Regions from separate parts of the Sus scrofa genome. Here region 1 is linked to region 2. A link is a contact called in public Hi-C data. All regions are on one chromosome and are shown on one strand. The core of a region is the stretch at or near the end of the contact, and the rest is flanking DNA. Distances in the headings are between cores, read along the strand shown.

The links. Hi-C and Micro-C count contacts between places; a contact is called where the count stands out from the background.
Region 1: a contact with region 2 is called in a Hi-C map of fetal liver, with 1.8 times the contacts expected there. The contact joins two enhancer-like sites. A contact is called at or near these places in 3 of 47 Hi-C or Micro-C datasets (epiblast stem cells, fetal liver and undifferentiated spermatogonia).

What each region holds. Positions count from the first base shown.
Region 1 is chr17:62,846,746-62,853,265 of Sscrofa11.1, forward strand. It overlaps PRPF6 (pre-mRNA-processing factor 6), which reads left to right. Exons shown (of 21, transcript XM_021077613.1): 13 at 1,393-1,514; 14 at 2,940-3,078; 15 at 4,306-4,425; 16 at 4,663-4,839; 17 at 5,133-5,266; 18 at 5,843-5,934. Among named protein-coding and RNA genes, the nearest start is that of TCEA2, 17 kb to the right of the region's middle. Within about 2 kb of position 2,731, at least 9 of the 83 cell types and tissues checked have an H3K27ac peak or open chromatin away from gene starts, as enhancers often do. A contact at or near this core is called in fetal liver, where this site is marked.
Region 2 is chr17:62,763,144-62,770,448 of Sscrofa11.1, forward strand. All of the region lies in intron 1 of DNAJC5 (dnaJ homolog subfamily C member 5), which reads left to right. Among named protein-coding and RNA genes, the nearest start is that of DNAJC5, 12 kb to the left of the region's middle. Within about 2 kb of position 5,403, at least 2 of the 83 cell types and tissues checked have an H3K27ac peak or open chromatin away from gene starts, as enhancers often do. A contact at or near this core is called in fetal liver, where this site is marked.

The sequences.
Region 1 (6,520 bases), core at 1,481-3,980, 81 kb after region 2:
TGCAGCTGCTGGCCTACACCACAGCCAGAACAATGCTGGCTCCCCAGCCCCCTGAGCAGGGCCAGGGATTGAACTCGCATCTTCACGGATACTAGTCGGACTCGTTTCCACTGCTCCACAATGGGAACTCTTTGAGCCCTTCTGATCCTACCTTCCTCGTCACTGTTGACAGCACTGGGGGCCACGGCAGGCGCTACCCCACAGGGATGGGCTGTGGGTACAGAACTCTGAAGCCCTTTGAAACTCTGGTTTCTGTGTCTCTTCACTTAGCCTGGAGCAGGCACCACTCTCTTCTGTGCTTGTATTTCTGCAGGAAGAACCGAGGCCCTTTTGTGCTTAGAAACGTGGAGTTCTTCCAGAGCTCCCCCTGGGGGTGGGCCCGGCCCACACACCCACACCCTGGACCCTGGGCAGCGGTCACTTAATCCCATGGGGCCACATAGGCCCCAGGGCCTTTTTGTAACTGCCCTCCAGGGCCTTTGTCGGAAGTCACAGGGGGAACCGGGGGCTCGTGGGCGGCTGAGGTGGGGTCCTGCCTGCTTCCGGAGCCCCTGGTCAGGACGCACCTGCACTGGGTTCCCGGCCTCTGGTGGTTGAGTCAGGGACCCGGGTCTGAAGGAGGAGACCTCCCTTTTTCCCCGCTTCCTGCCTGTTTCCAGCTGGATGTCCTTGCAATCAGGAGGCTTGCTAACGGCCCAGCCAGGCTGCCAGGTGGCCCTGGGTGGCTCGGAGCCCTCCTGCAGGACACCTGCTCTTGGTCCAGGCTGTGTGGGTGTTCACACGTGCAGAGCCTCGTTCTGCTGCTTCTGGCGGCTTCTTATTCGCCTGGAGCTGTGCCGCCTCCTGTGCAGGAGCGCTGGCAGCACCTGCCAGCGTGAGGTCTGTGCCAGGCATGGTCTCGGCCCTGCGTGAGGCTCAGTAAGGACAGCTGCCAGCCTTTTCCTGTGATTGTCCAGGGGTCCTGACCCCCAGGGGGCACTGCTGCAGGCAGCAACTGGCTTTCTTGTGTCGCCTTGATGCGCACCGAGGCTGACATCACGCGAGGCCGGAGAAGAGGCCTAGAGGCCCGGGAGTGTTTGTGGCAGGTCTGTTGGGATGGGTGGGCTTTTGGTTTCCCTTAGTGTTTTACACATTTCCAGTGAGCGTAACTTTTTAAATGGAGAACACGTACGACACTTATTTTTTAATGGGAGCCAGCCTGTGGGGCAGCCGGTGCCCCTGCGGCCAGCAGGCAGCCTCGTCGCAGCCCCTCCTGCTTGCGTTTTGCTGTTGGTGCCCCCGTCCTGCTGGGCTTTCCCTCTGGAGACCTTCCCACTGCACGGTTTCTGGCGGGTGCCCTGCTCCCGGGTCGGGGGCGGGCCCCTCACGCCCTCCTCTCTCTGCCGTACGTAGTGTGTGGCCCACAACGCCCTGGAGTGCGCCCGAGCCATCTACGCCTACGCGCTGCAGGTCTTCCCCAGCAAGAAGAGCGTGTGGCTGCGAGCTGCCTACTTTGAGAAGAACCACGGCACCAGGTACGCCTGCTGCCCTGAGCGTCCCCCGAGACGCCAGGGTGCCGGGTGCGGGGTTTAGGCCCCACCTTCCCACGGGTGGGCGAGGGCCCGATTCGAGGGCCAGCCATCTGGCGAGGGGCAGAAGCTCCTGTGGCATTTGGAACACTGCAGCCGGGGCTATCTTGATGGCACCTTCTGCGACAGCGTTGCTGTTCTTTCACAGTTGAGCAGCCGGGGCACTAAAGGCTCCTCCCAAGTGCCGGCAGCTGAGCCAGGGACGCCTGGTGGTCTGAGGGTCCCGGGGGCGAGGCTGGAGCCTCAGGCCCCACGTTTGTGCCAGCGCTGGCTTCGGCAGTGTGGGCGGTGCGGCATTGAGGCCCAGGCGTGTTTTTCATTTAAGCCGTGCTAGATTGGGCTTGCGCTGCTTTTTGTGCTCTGAGGAGGTCCTTGACAATTTTCTTCAGTTGTATTCTTTAATTGAAAACACCTTTTGGGTCTGCCTCGTTGGCTGTAACTGCTGATTGAATTAGATGTTGCAACATCTGGAGTTAGCGGGCAGCCTCTGCCGGGCCCTCTGCGGCCGTCCCAGTGCCCGGGCCTTGCTGATCCCACCCGGGTTTAGCTGGGAGTTCTGAGCCCATTTCTTTGTGACGTTGCTCAGGCTTGGTCTTGAGCGTGTCTTTGCAGACCCGCTGCCGAAGCCCCGTTCCCTCCCCCACCACCAGCTGCTGTGTGTCTTGGGGTTAACTCCTTTGGGGACCTTTTGAGATGACCTTGCTGCTTCACCCTGCACAGGTTCCAGTCTGCAGCAGGGCCCCTCCTGGGGGATGTGGCCTCAGGACCGTCCCCTCCCCCATCTCTGGCGCCCTTGGCGTCTTGCCCGCTCAGAGGCTGACCAGTCGGGACCTGGGGCCTTGGCTCTGGTGTCAGCCTGCACTCTGTCTTGCTGCTGAGGCCCCAGGAGGTCGTCTGTGCCAGGGCTGGGGAGCCACCTGAGGCTGGGGGCTTCCCCCCGAACCCCCGGCTGGAGGGCTTCTTGCTCAGTAGTGACCTAAGATAACTTCCTTCCAGAAGACAGTTTCTCTGATGCCAAAGAGTAGACTCGGGTCGTAATCTTTATTGGCCGATCTGCGGTTAGAGATGAAAAGGCCCGTCGCCCAGGCCGCGGAGTTATCATGCTCCCAGACTCGCGGCTGTGAAAGACTCTCTTGAGAAGCCCTCCGCCAGGCTCGGACTGAACAATGCGCTGCTTTGTGGCGCCCTCTTCAGTAGTTGAGCTTAGAGCCTTTGTGGAGAGAGGCGATTTCCCCACACTCTCCCCGTCGTAAAGATCTAGTGAATCATTTACAGCGCCGGACTTTGAAGCAGTAACTGTCTCTTCAGTGCCCGCAGCCCGCTGCAGGCGGCCTGCGTGCCCTGCTGGTGACCGAGCCCTCTGTCTCGCAGGGAGTCCCTGGAGGCCCTGCTGCAGAGGGCGGTGGCCCACTGCCCCAAAGCGGAGGTGCTGTGGCTCATGGGTGCCAAGTCCAAGTGGCTTGCGGGGGACGTGCCTGCAGCAAGGAGCATCCTGGCTCTGGCCTTCCAGGTGGGTGAGGGGTGCCTCGAGGGGCTGGCCGAGGCCCCAGGGCGCCGGTGTCCCGGGCCCTCTGCAAAGCCCTTCCCCTGCCCGTGGACAGGAGCTGACCCCGGAGGGGCTGTGTGTGGTCAGGGAGCTCTGCAGGCAGATGGGGCCCAGGCGACGGACACCTTCCTCCCATTTGCTGCCACTCAGTGACCACGGGCTCACTCTTCCAGAACACAGCACGGGGAGGCGGGCGGGGTGGAGCAGCAGCTGGGGCACACTTCCCACGGGAGGGCATAGGGACCACCACTCTCCCGCGTGACGTTCGATTGCCCAGCGCCTGCAGGAGGAAGGCCTGTGCCCCATGCCCGGAGCACAGGGCGTGTGCCTCGGGGTCGCACGGGGGCCTCCTGCTGCTGCCAGGCCCGTGGGCGGGTGGAGTTGCGTTCAGACTGCTGCAGCCGGCCAGGCTTGTTGGACGTTTTTTTTTTAAGGGCTTGATTTTTGTCGTCACGTGTGATATCCTAATACTTTATGACAACACAGTATCAGGCAGCGGTTTGCAACACAGGTTTTTACAAACCGTAGCGTGCTGTGCACATGTCGATGTGTCGTCACCCAGGCTAACGTGGTAAAGTTGGCGTGTCCCTGAGTGAACGCTGAGGGAAGGGACTGGCCTGGACGGCACCTCCTGCCCTCAGCTGCCTGTTGAGGGCGCTCAGTGCTGCAGGTGCTCAGCTGCCTGTCTCCCGCCAGGCGCTCTCCTCTCCTCACCTGTCCCTGTGGGGCTGCTGGGCAGGCCTGTGGCCCGGCCAGGCCGAGTGTGGCCAGCAGGTGGCTGTGTTTGCTGGAGGCTGAGGGCACCGCCCACGTGTCTGCGGGACTGGGTTGCACATGGCTGGGTCCCAACCCTGGGGGCCTCCACGCCATGCCAAAGCCCCAGGCGTCCTGGCGTCCGGCCCGCGTCCTCACACCAGGGGTGTGGGGTGGATCGCAGGCGGGTTGCAAGCGGGGGTGGGTCCTGGGGGAGATGGCCCTGCCGGCAGCCACGGAGGCTGCGTCTGTCCCCGTGGGCACGCGGCCTCGTTTGTGGGCAGGTCGGCGTTTGGGGGCCGGGCGCTGCCTGGTGGACCCTCTGGCTTGGATCAGAGGGTCCTGCTGCAGAGTGAGGCCTGGTCCGGCCCCCAGGCTGGCTGCTTTCGCTGCAGAGTCCCCCTGCTCCCTTTGCGACACTGCTGTGCTTGCCCCCAGGCCAACCCCAACAGCGAGGAGATCTGGCTGGCGGCCGTGAAGCTGGAATCCGAGAACAACGAGTATGAGCGGGCCCGCCGGCTGCTGGCCAAGGCGCGGAGCAGCGCGCCCACAGCCCGGGTGAGCAGAGCTGCCCCACCGCCCGCTTCGGGGGCGGGAGGGGGGACGGAGGCCGCAGGCACGCGAAGCTGGCTCGGCGCGCTCAGCTTTGCAGTGCAGTCGTGTGTGTGGCCCGGCCCGTTCCAAGGGGCAGGAGCCCGCTTACAGCAGCGCGTGCGTGCGGCCGGGTGGACAGCTCGCGGGGTGAGCCGTGGGCGGGCACGCCCGGGGAGGTGCTGCCTGACGCCGTCCCCCCAGGTGTTCATGAAGTCTGTGAAGCTGGAGTGGGTGCTGGGGAACCTGGCGGCCGCCCAGGAGCTGTGCGAGGAGGCGCTGAAGCACTACGAGGACTTCCCCAAGCTCTGGATGATGAAGGGGCAGATCGAGGAGCAGGAGGAGCTCATGGAGAAGGCGCGGGAAGCCTACAACCAGGGGGTGAGCCTCGGGCCGGCTGCCGACAGAGCGCCTCCCCTCGGGGGCGGGGGCGGCGGCCCTTGCGGAGCCCCAGCTGGAGGAGGGGTGGGCTCAGGCCCTGCACACGCGGCTGTGCTGCGCCAGCCGAGTGGCGGGCTGCGGCCCACGTCACGCCCAGGCTGCAGAGTCCACACCCGCGTGCGCGGGCGCCCCCCGGGGCCTGAAGTGGCTGGCTCTCTGGGCACAGGCAGCCCTGATCCCGGCCCCTTCAGACACCAGCTGAGCCCTGTCCCGCTGGTGTCTGTTGGCCGCAGTTGAAGAAATGTCCCCACTCCACACCCCTGTGGCTTTTGCTCTCCCGGCTGGAGGAGAAGATCGGGCAGCTGACCCGAGCCCGGGCCATCTTGGAGAAGTCCCGCTTGAAGAACCCGAAGAACCCCGGCCTGTGGTGAGCGTCCCGTGCCCCTCAGCAAGCTGCCCGAGGCCTCGGTGCTGCGTGTCCCGCTCAGGCCTCGCGGGGCAGTGGCGGGCGCTCGCCTGTGGAGTCCTGGCCCTGCCTCAGGCGGGCTCAGCCGGGCCCGGAGAGAGCGGACGCGGTGCAGCGTGTGCCCTGGGGCGGGGGGGCGTCGGGGGCGGATGACGCCGGGAACGGGCTCCTCGGAAGAGGCGACTCTGCCTTGAGGGAGGACAGGAGGCTGCCCGTGAGGGTGGCCCTCTGTCCCTGGGAACGTGTGCGCAGGGGCCGAGGCGGGCCTCGGTGACAGCACACCAGTGTGTCCTCCCCGCTTGTTCGTTCTTGCACCTCGGTGGGGGTGCCAGGTCCCCACCTCCAGGGCAGCTGCCACTGAGCTTGGTCGTGGGGACCCCAGCGTCTCCCTTCCCTGGTGGACGAGCCCCACTTGGCAGAGCGGGGAAGCGCAGCTGCTGTGGCTTCCCGGGAGCTTCCAGAACTGCGTCTGGGCTTGTGGTCGGGCTGCTGCTGCTTGACCCCCCCCCCCGCTGCCGCCGCCGGCTTCTCTCTCAGGCTGGAGTCCGTGAGGCTGGAGTACCGTGCGGGCCTGAAGAACATCGCCAGCACGCTGATGGCCAAGGCGCTGCAGGAGTGCCCCAGCTCCGGTGAGCTCCTGGGGTGCGGGCTGCAGGGGCCGCAGGCGGTGTCTGTGCTCTGCGTCCGTCTTTGCGTCAGAAGTTTCCGTAAACTCGGTCTTTGAGGTGATTGAACGAAAGTCTCAGTGTGGGGAGTTTGGCCTCATGTTCCACCACCGTTTCTTTGCCGTTTAGGATTTAATGTTCACTATTTTATCACAGATAGGTTAATGCACATGCAGTATATAAACTGATTTGGAGCAAAAAAGGCGACACAGAAATCACCTGTAAGCCTAGTACTCGGCGCTTCCTGCTCTTAGCTTGTTCGTGTTTTTACAAAGTCAATCATACTGTGTGTTTAGTTTTGTGCCTTTCTTTTTTTTTTTTTTTTTAATCTTTTTGATTTTTCTAGGGCCGCACCTACAGCATATGGAGGTTCCCAGACTAAGGGTCTAATCGGAGCTACAGCTGGCGGCCTGCACCACAGTCACAGCAACGCCAGATCCGAGCCGCGTCTGCAACCTACACCACAGCTCATGGCAACGCCGGATCCTTCACCCACTGAGCAAGGCCAGGGATCAAACCCACAACCTCATCGTTCCTAGTCGGATTCTTT
Region 2 (7,305 bases), core at 4,153-6,652:
GCAGAGTCACCCTGAGTAGATGAGTCCGTGGTTTCCAACCTAAGTCTTCTCATCTGTGAGTTGGAGGCCGTGACAGTGGTAGCTGGTACTTGCTGGGTTCCCGGCCCCCTGACGACGAGCCAGCTCACAGACACGTGGCGCCAGGCTGCTTCCATCCCCATTGGACAGGGAGGATGGCGGACGGCGGATGGCGGTGATGGGTCACTTGCCCAGGTCGTAGCCCCTGAGCAGCAGGGCCAGGTTCCAGCCTGGGCAAGTGGCTGAGAACTGTCCCCACTGACGCCGGCGTGGGGACCTGTCCGGCAATGCGCCTAAAGGCCTGCGCCTGCCAGGCATGTGTCCACTGTAGCTGCCACCCTGGAATTGAGAGCGGTAGTTACAAGTTCTGTCACAGAACAGCTGTGACAGTGTACGCACGTGTCTTGACACTTAGTGCTTCTGCCCTCAGGCGTCTCTCAGGTTGGCTTGTCCTGGTGTGGCTCGTGCACCTTCTGCTTGGTTTCGTGCCAGATTTGAGGGAATAGTTTGATTTGGGTTACGGTTGCCGGGAGTCAGTCGCTCTGAAGCCATGTCTGCTCCTTCGTCAGAGGTGTTCCACCAGTCGGAAGCACTGGGCTGGCCCCTCTCCAGAGGACTGTCCCATGGAGCCGCCCTGGCTGGGGTGTCACAGTGCGGAGAAGGCATGCGGTTTCTCACAGGCACATTTTGGAGACAGAAGGCATCGTGGTGGCATCTGGCACATCTTTACGCACTCGCGTCCACTGTGTGTGTCACGGGCTCCCGTTCATTCTGGTTTGGGGGTGGGGCTGCAGCCAGCGCGGTGGGTCCTTGATTGTCAGTGTTACACAGTGAACTGCCCTGAGCCTGTGGGAGCCTCCATTCTCCTGAGTGACTGTGACATTGACAGTATGATTTTGGTCACAAGTATTGTCACAGGTTATTCAACGTTGAGGATTTTTTTTTTTTTTTGTATTTTGGGTTTTTGGGGGGTTTGTTTTTGTTTGGTCTTTTTAGGGCCACACCTACATCATATGGAAGTTCCCAGGCTAGGGGTCGATTTGGAGCTACAGCTGCCAGTCTTCACCACAGCCACGGCAACGTAGGATCTGAGCCTCGTCTTGAGGTCTATACCACAGCTCATGGCACCAGTGGGACCCTCGGCCCACTGAGCGAGGCCAGGGATTATTGAACCCATGTCCTTATGGATGCTAATCGGGTTTGTTACCACTGAGCCACAGTGGGGACTCTTTGAAGTTGAGGATTTGAACGTTGTGAGATTTCCAGATAATGAGGCAATTCCTCCTGGTAGGCAGTCACGAACATGGACTTGTCCTTGGTTGCCCGACACATTATGGCCTTTCTGTCGTGGTGCAAATTCCTCTGTGTGTCCCGGTCTGTGTGCTACCCTCAGGCCCAGTCTGCAGAGAGCCCAGGGCAGCAGCCAGCTGCCTGGGTTGAAGAGCCTGTGGCTGCAGTGCCCCGAGACGTTAGGTGTGATGAGGCTGGAGCACCAACAACCCAGTAGCTCCACTGCTCCCCCTCCCTGCAAAACACTGTTGTCGGCTGCTCTCTGGTTTCTTTTTAGACTGGGGACATGTGAAGGTGTCTGGAAGTGTCTGGTTGTAGCAGTGGTCTGCCTGGGGTCCTTCCCTCCAGCCCTGGGCAGAGGCGAGTGCCTGCTGGCGCCAGGGCTGTGCTGCTGGAAGTGCTCTGGATCTGCCCACCCTGTTCCGGATGCCAGGGTTCTAGCTTGTTTCAGGCTCCCACACAGAGGCAGTGCTGCCCTGCCCTCGTGCCCGGGGTCTCCCTGGTGTCACCCGATTCACCCCTGCCGGGTGCCCCTCGGGCAGGCTGAGCAGCAAGGCCAGAAGGTGCCCCCTTCCGCGACGGCCCGTGGTATCGCCTCTGCGAGTCGTAGGCGCTGGAGAATGTTCAGCTCCTTTGACGCGCCTCGTGTTCACGCACATGTTTATAGTTATTTTCCTCGGCGTCTGATCTCCTTTTCCTTTTGACTCGTGCACGAGCATCGGTTTAGGAAAGAAAGGTCCATTTGCTTCCTGGACGTGAGTCCCTAGTGATAAATGAACTCAGTGGACCTTTACGGAGGGGATGCCGGTGCGCGGGGCGCTGCTCAGTTGGTAACATGGGAGGCTTCATCTTTCTCACTTAATTCTCCCTGTTTTAAGGTTCAGCATCACTGTGGCTTTTCATTCTTCTTAGACTTAAGGAAGAAAGGTGAATGCTTTAGGGTTCCTCTGTTTTCCTAAAGAATTGGGGGATTCCTTACACTTGGAGTTCATTTCAGGTCAGGAGTCGGCTACCAGGACGGCGGTCCTCGGCGTGATTCCGTGCGCCTGGCCAGCTCTGCGTCTGCCTCACGCTCTGTGCTCATCTGTCTCTGGAGTTCAGTGGTGGCCAGTCCCTCCCGTCGGGCAGCACATTCACATCTCTTGGGATCGATGACGGTTCAATTGCACGTGCAAACTGTAACTGCTGTGTCCCAGTGTCCCCAGCAGTGGCCCTCCCTTGTCTTGAGGGCAGCAGGTGCTCCAGCCCCGGCTGCTTCCTGAATGTCCTCTGGCAGGTTTTTACGAGGTTCATCATGGATTTTCAATGAAGATTCCTTCGAAGAAGAGAGGTCAGCTGTCACTGAAACACCGGTTGTGTTTTGTCTTTAATGTTTTTGTGGGTAGCAAGGTTTCGCTTCTGTGGGTTTAGGAGACAAAGCAGCAGTGCCCGCCCCAGGGCGCACCCCCCCACCCCCCAAGGGGCGTCTCGCCGGCTGTGTCTTCCCACTGCCTCCCCAGCCGTCACCTGATGAATCACCGGTCCCCTGTCCTGACTGGAGGTGGCAGCATCCTTGTCTCCCGTGTGACAGGGCTCTGGCCTCGGACTGGCTAGAGGGTGTCGGCCTTTCTTCCTTTTCTTCCCCTCCTCTGACTGCTGCTGCCCTTGTCCCTTTACGCTGTCAAGGCAGAGAAGGTCAGGTTGTGTTTCCTAACAGTACACTTGCCTTCCGTAACATTATTGCTGAAAACCCATAAAATGCTTACATTATTTCCACTTGTGGAAACAGTGTTTATTTCAGAGCCTGGATTCCTTCCTCTGGTTACATTTCTCTTTCTAGAGTAGGGCTCCTCTCTCCCCAGGTTCCTCACAGCCTTTTTCTTAGCATCTGTATTTCTATTTTTTAGTTTTATTTTATTTTATTTTATTTTTGCTTTTTGTGGCCACACCCATGGCATATGGAGATTCCTAAGCTAGGGGTCCAATTGGAGCTGTAGCTGCCGGCCTACACCACAGCCACAGCAACATGAGATCCAAGGCGCGTCTGCAACCTATACCACAGCTCATGGCAATGCCAGGTCCTTAACCCACTGAGCGAGGCCAGGGATCGAACCCGCCACCTCTCGGTTCCTAGTCGGATTCCTTTCCGCTGTGCCACCACGGGAGCTCCTTAGCGTCGTATTGTCAGACTGCCTATTGTATGATGTACTGTCTTTGTGACCTGGAGCTCTCCTCTGGGCACTTTGTCCTCTGCCCCTGGCAACACAGTGGCTTTCTAGGCTGCCTGTCCAGCCACATTCCTGGGGCGGCCCACCGTGTGCGGGGAGGCTGGTGAGCACCCAGGGGCAGCCTGGAAACCTCTGCATCTTGAGGAGCATCGCCAGAGACAGCGCGGCGTCCTCAGTGTGGCCGTGGGAAGGCCACCACTTTCTGTCCTCGGGGGCGTGGGGAGCAAACCTCTCTGCACACCAGGCGGTGTGGCTCAAGGGATTACCTTCTAACTGCTTTTACAATCCTCCTTGTCAGAGTTCCTGCTGTGGTGCTGTTGGTTAAGAATCCAATTGCAGCCGCTTGGATTCAGTCCCTGGCCCGGGGAACTTCCATATGCTGTGCTGCAGGTGCAGCCGTTAAAACCAACAAATAAAACAAACAAACAAAAAAACCTGCTTGGAATAACTAGGATTAGAGTTCTATGCCCAAAATGTGATTTTAGCTTTAGGGCAGAATATAGATGTTTTCACACATGTGATGACTCGAGCTCATAGTCACTGATACGCAGGCCGTGTGCTTGCTGAGCAAAGTCAGTCCCAGAGAGATGACACAGAGGCTGCCGTGCTGCCTGACCAGAGGGCGTGGGATCCGGGAGTAAAAACGTGGGTATATATCCCACAGATTACCTGGGGAAAACAGACCTCTAAGTAAATTTTGGGTTGAAGAAGAAAATGGGCAGAACGGGTGAAGGTGGGCAGAAAGGTGTCGACTCAGAGTTACACATCCAGCGTCGCGGGGCCGGGTGTGCAGTGTGCTGACTGCAGTCGGTACTGTAGTGTATGTTTGACAGCTGCTAGGGGACTAGATCTGAACACCTCTCATCCAAAGGAGTTCCTGTCATGGCTCAGCAGTGACGAACCCGACTAAGTATCCATGAGGATACAGGTTCCCTCCCTGGCCTCACTCAGTGGGTTGAGGATCCGGCGTTGCCATGAGCTGTGGTGTAAGTCGCAGACGTGGCTCAGATCTGGCCTTGCTGTGGCTCTGGCGTAGGCAGCAGCTGCAGCTCCGATTCCACCCCTAGCCCGGGAACCTCCGCATGCCATGGGTGGAGCCAAGAAGGGGGGAAAAAAAACCTAAACAGAATAGTGTTTGGGGAGAATCATGAGGTAGATTTTTTTTTTTAAAGGAAGGGATGGTAGGAGTTCTTACTGTGGCGCAGCGGGATCAGCGGCACTGGGACCCAGGGTGCACTGGGACGCAGGTTCGATCCCCGGCCCTGGGACAGCTGCATCTTGGGTTGTGACTGCCACTCAGATCTGATCGCTGACGTGGGAACTCCATATGCCACAGGGTGGCTGAAAAAGAAAATTTTTAAATTTAAGGGATTGTAATAAATATTGGTTCTCGTGTGGGGAGAATGCAGGAAGTTTCACAGTTACCAGTAATTTTCTAGTTTTAAATTGAAGGACGGGCTTGTGGTCTTTCTCACTGTGTCCTGACTTGTATGGTCCATGCATTCCTTTCTGTGCATCAAATACGACATGAGAAAGTATTTAAGCAGAACCAGAAGAGCCCTCCTTTTCAGATGTTTTCAGATCTCAAAGCTGGTATCTGACTGCTTCCTTTGATTGTGGTTTGACTTCAACAGCAACTCTGCAACGTTCGCCGCATGCCAAGACTGCGTCTGCAAACACAGGCACAATTCCGTGTGCCTGTCCCTTTCCCCCGGAGGTGTCTGTCTCCTGAGAAGCACAAGCGTGGCCCGTGAGGACAGGGATTTTTTTGTCTGTTTCGTTTATTTTGGTCACTGCTAAATTCCCAGCTTTGAGGGAAGAGTGTGGGACGTGGCAGAAGCTTTGTAAACATTTGTTGAGCAAACAACACAGACACATGCTCAAGGCCCAGGGCGGCTTCATAGAATGTGCAGGGCTCTGCCGTGCGTCCGTGGGGTGAGTGGCTGGGACAGGCCTTCCGGGACCAGGGGGCAGGGTGGCAAGGAGAGCCCAGGACTCTGGGCAGCACTGCCTTGGCCTCCGAGCTAGTATCAGGCCATGAGGCCCAGCGGGTGCAGCGGCAGGAGGAGGCTGTGTCCTCCAGGACCTCGGCAGGCAGACCGGGGAGCTGGGCTTTGGTGCTGCAGCCAGTGGGCTGTTGGTGAAGGACCTGAGTGGGCTGGTGACAGGGGGACAGACTGTGTATCTTCCAGAAGACCCTCCCTCTTACCTGATCCCTGCTTCCTACGGTCGGCAAGCCTGACTGTGGGGTCTCACTGTTCCCGCTTGTGCCCAGCTGCTGGTCTGCTTGGCAGTCGCCAGGGCACACCACAGCTTTGCACAGGTGCCCCTGGTTTCTGAAGGTACGATGCTTCCGACTCCTGCCCTGGGGCTTGAGAGCACCTTCGAAATGTAGTTAAAACGGGCCCAGGTTCTGTTGTGGCCCAGTGGGTTAAGACCCCCACGCAGTGTCCTTGAGGATGTGGATTGGATTCCTGGCCTCTCTCACTGGGTGAAGGATCCAGCATTGCCGCAAGCTGCAGCGTAGGTCGCAGACGCAGCTCAGATCTGGCGTGGCTGTGGTGTAGGTTGGCAGCTGCAGCTCCAGTTTGACCCTTGGCCCTGGAACTTCCATATGCCACAGGCATGGCCCTAAAATGCAAAAAAACAAAACAAAACCAAACCTGGAGTTCCCTTCGTGGTGCAGCGGAAATGAATCTGACTAGGAACCATGAGGTTGTGGGTTTGATCCCTGGCCTCTATCAGTGGGTTAAGGATCTGGCGTTGCCGTGAGCTGTGGTGTAGGTCGCGGACGCTGCTCGGATCTGGCGTTGCTTCGGCTGTGGTGTAGGCCTGAGGCTACGGCTTTGATCTGATTCAACCTCAAGCCTGGGAACTTCCACATGCCACAAGTGCGGCCCTGAAAAAAGACAGAAGACCAGAAAAGAAAAAAAAAAAGCTCACAAAAACCACACACTGAATTCTGTCTCATCCCCCTGGGGGGATACAGACCTAGGTGAGGACCCCCCACTCACCACAGCAGGCGCGTCCTGGACCTCAGGGCCTCAAGGCCTGTGCGGAGAATACCTGGTCCCAAGGCCCTTGGGGCTTCTTGAGGTGATGAGCTTGGAGCTCTGTGCCTGGGGTGCTGAACGTGGGGGTCGGGGGGAGAGGGGCCGGTAGCAGGCAGGACACGAGAGCGTGGAAGAAACGGCCACCATGGAGGCCGTGGCACGAGCCAGGCGCCAAGGGGACAGTCCGCAGTTTATTCCTCGGGCAAAATCTGTAAGATGGTTATTTTTTTCCTGTATTAGAAAAACGTTTATTTCTTTAAATCGTTGAAGTATACCTGCTCACTATAGAAACGTCCGAAAATGGGAGCTCCCCGGTGGTCCAGCGGTTAGGACTTTGTGCATTCCCTGCTGCAGCCTGGGTTCAGTCCCTGCTCTGGGAATCTAGATCCCATGTCAAGCTGCTGTACACTCTAGCCCCCTGCACCCCCCCAAAAAAAAAGAAAAGAAAAATTAAGAAAACAAAATCTTGGAGTCCCCGTCATGGCACAGTGATTAACGAATCTGACTAGGAACCATGAGGTTACGGGTTCAATCCCTGCCCTTGCTCAGTGGGTTAAGGATCCGGCGTTGCCGTGAGCTGTGGTGTAGGTTGCAGACGCAGCTCGGATCCCGCGTTGCTGTGGCTCTGGCGTAGGCCGGTGGCTCCAGCTCCGATTCGACCCCTAGCCTGGGAATCTCCACATGCCACGGGAGCAGCCCAAGAAATGGCAAAAAGACAAAAAAAAAAAAAAAAAGAA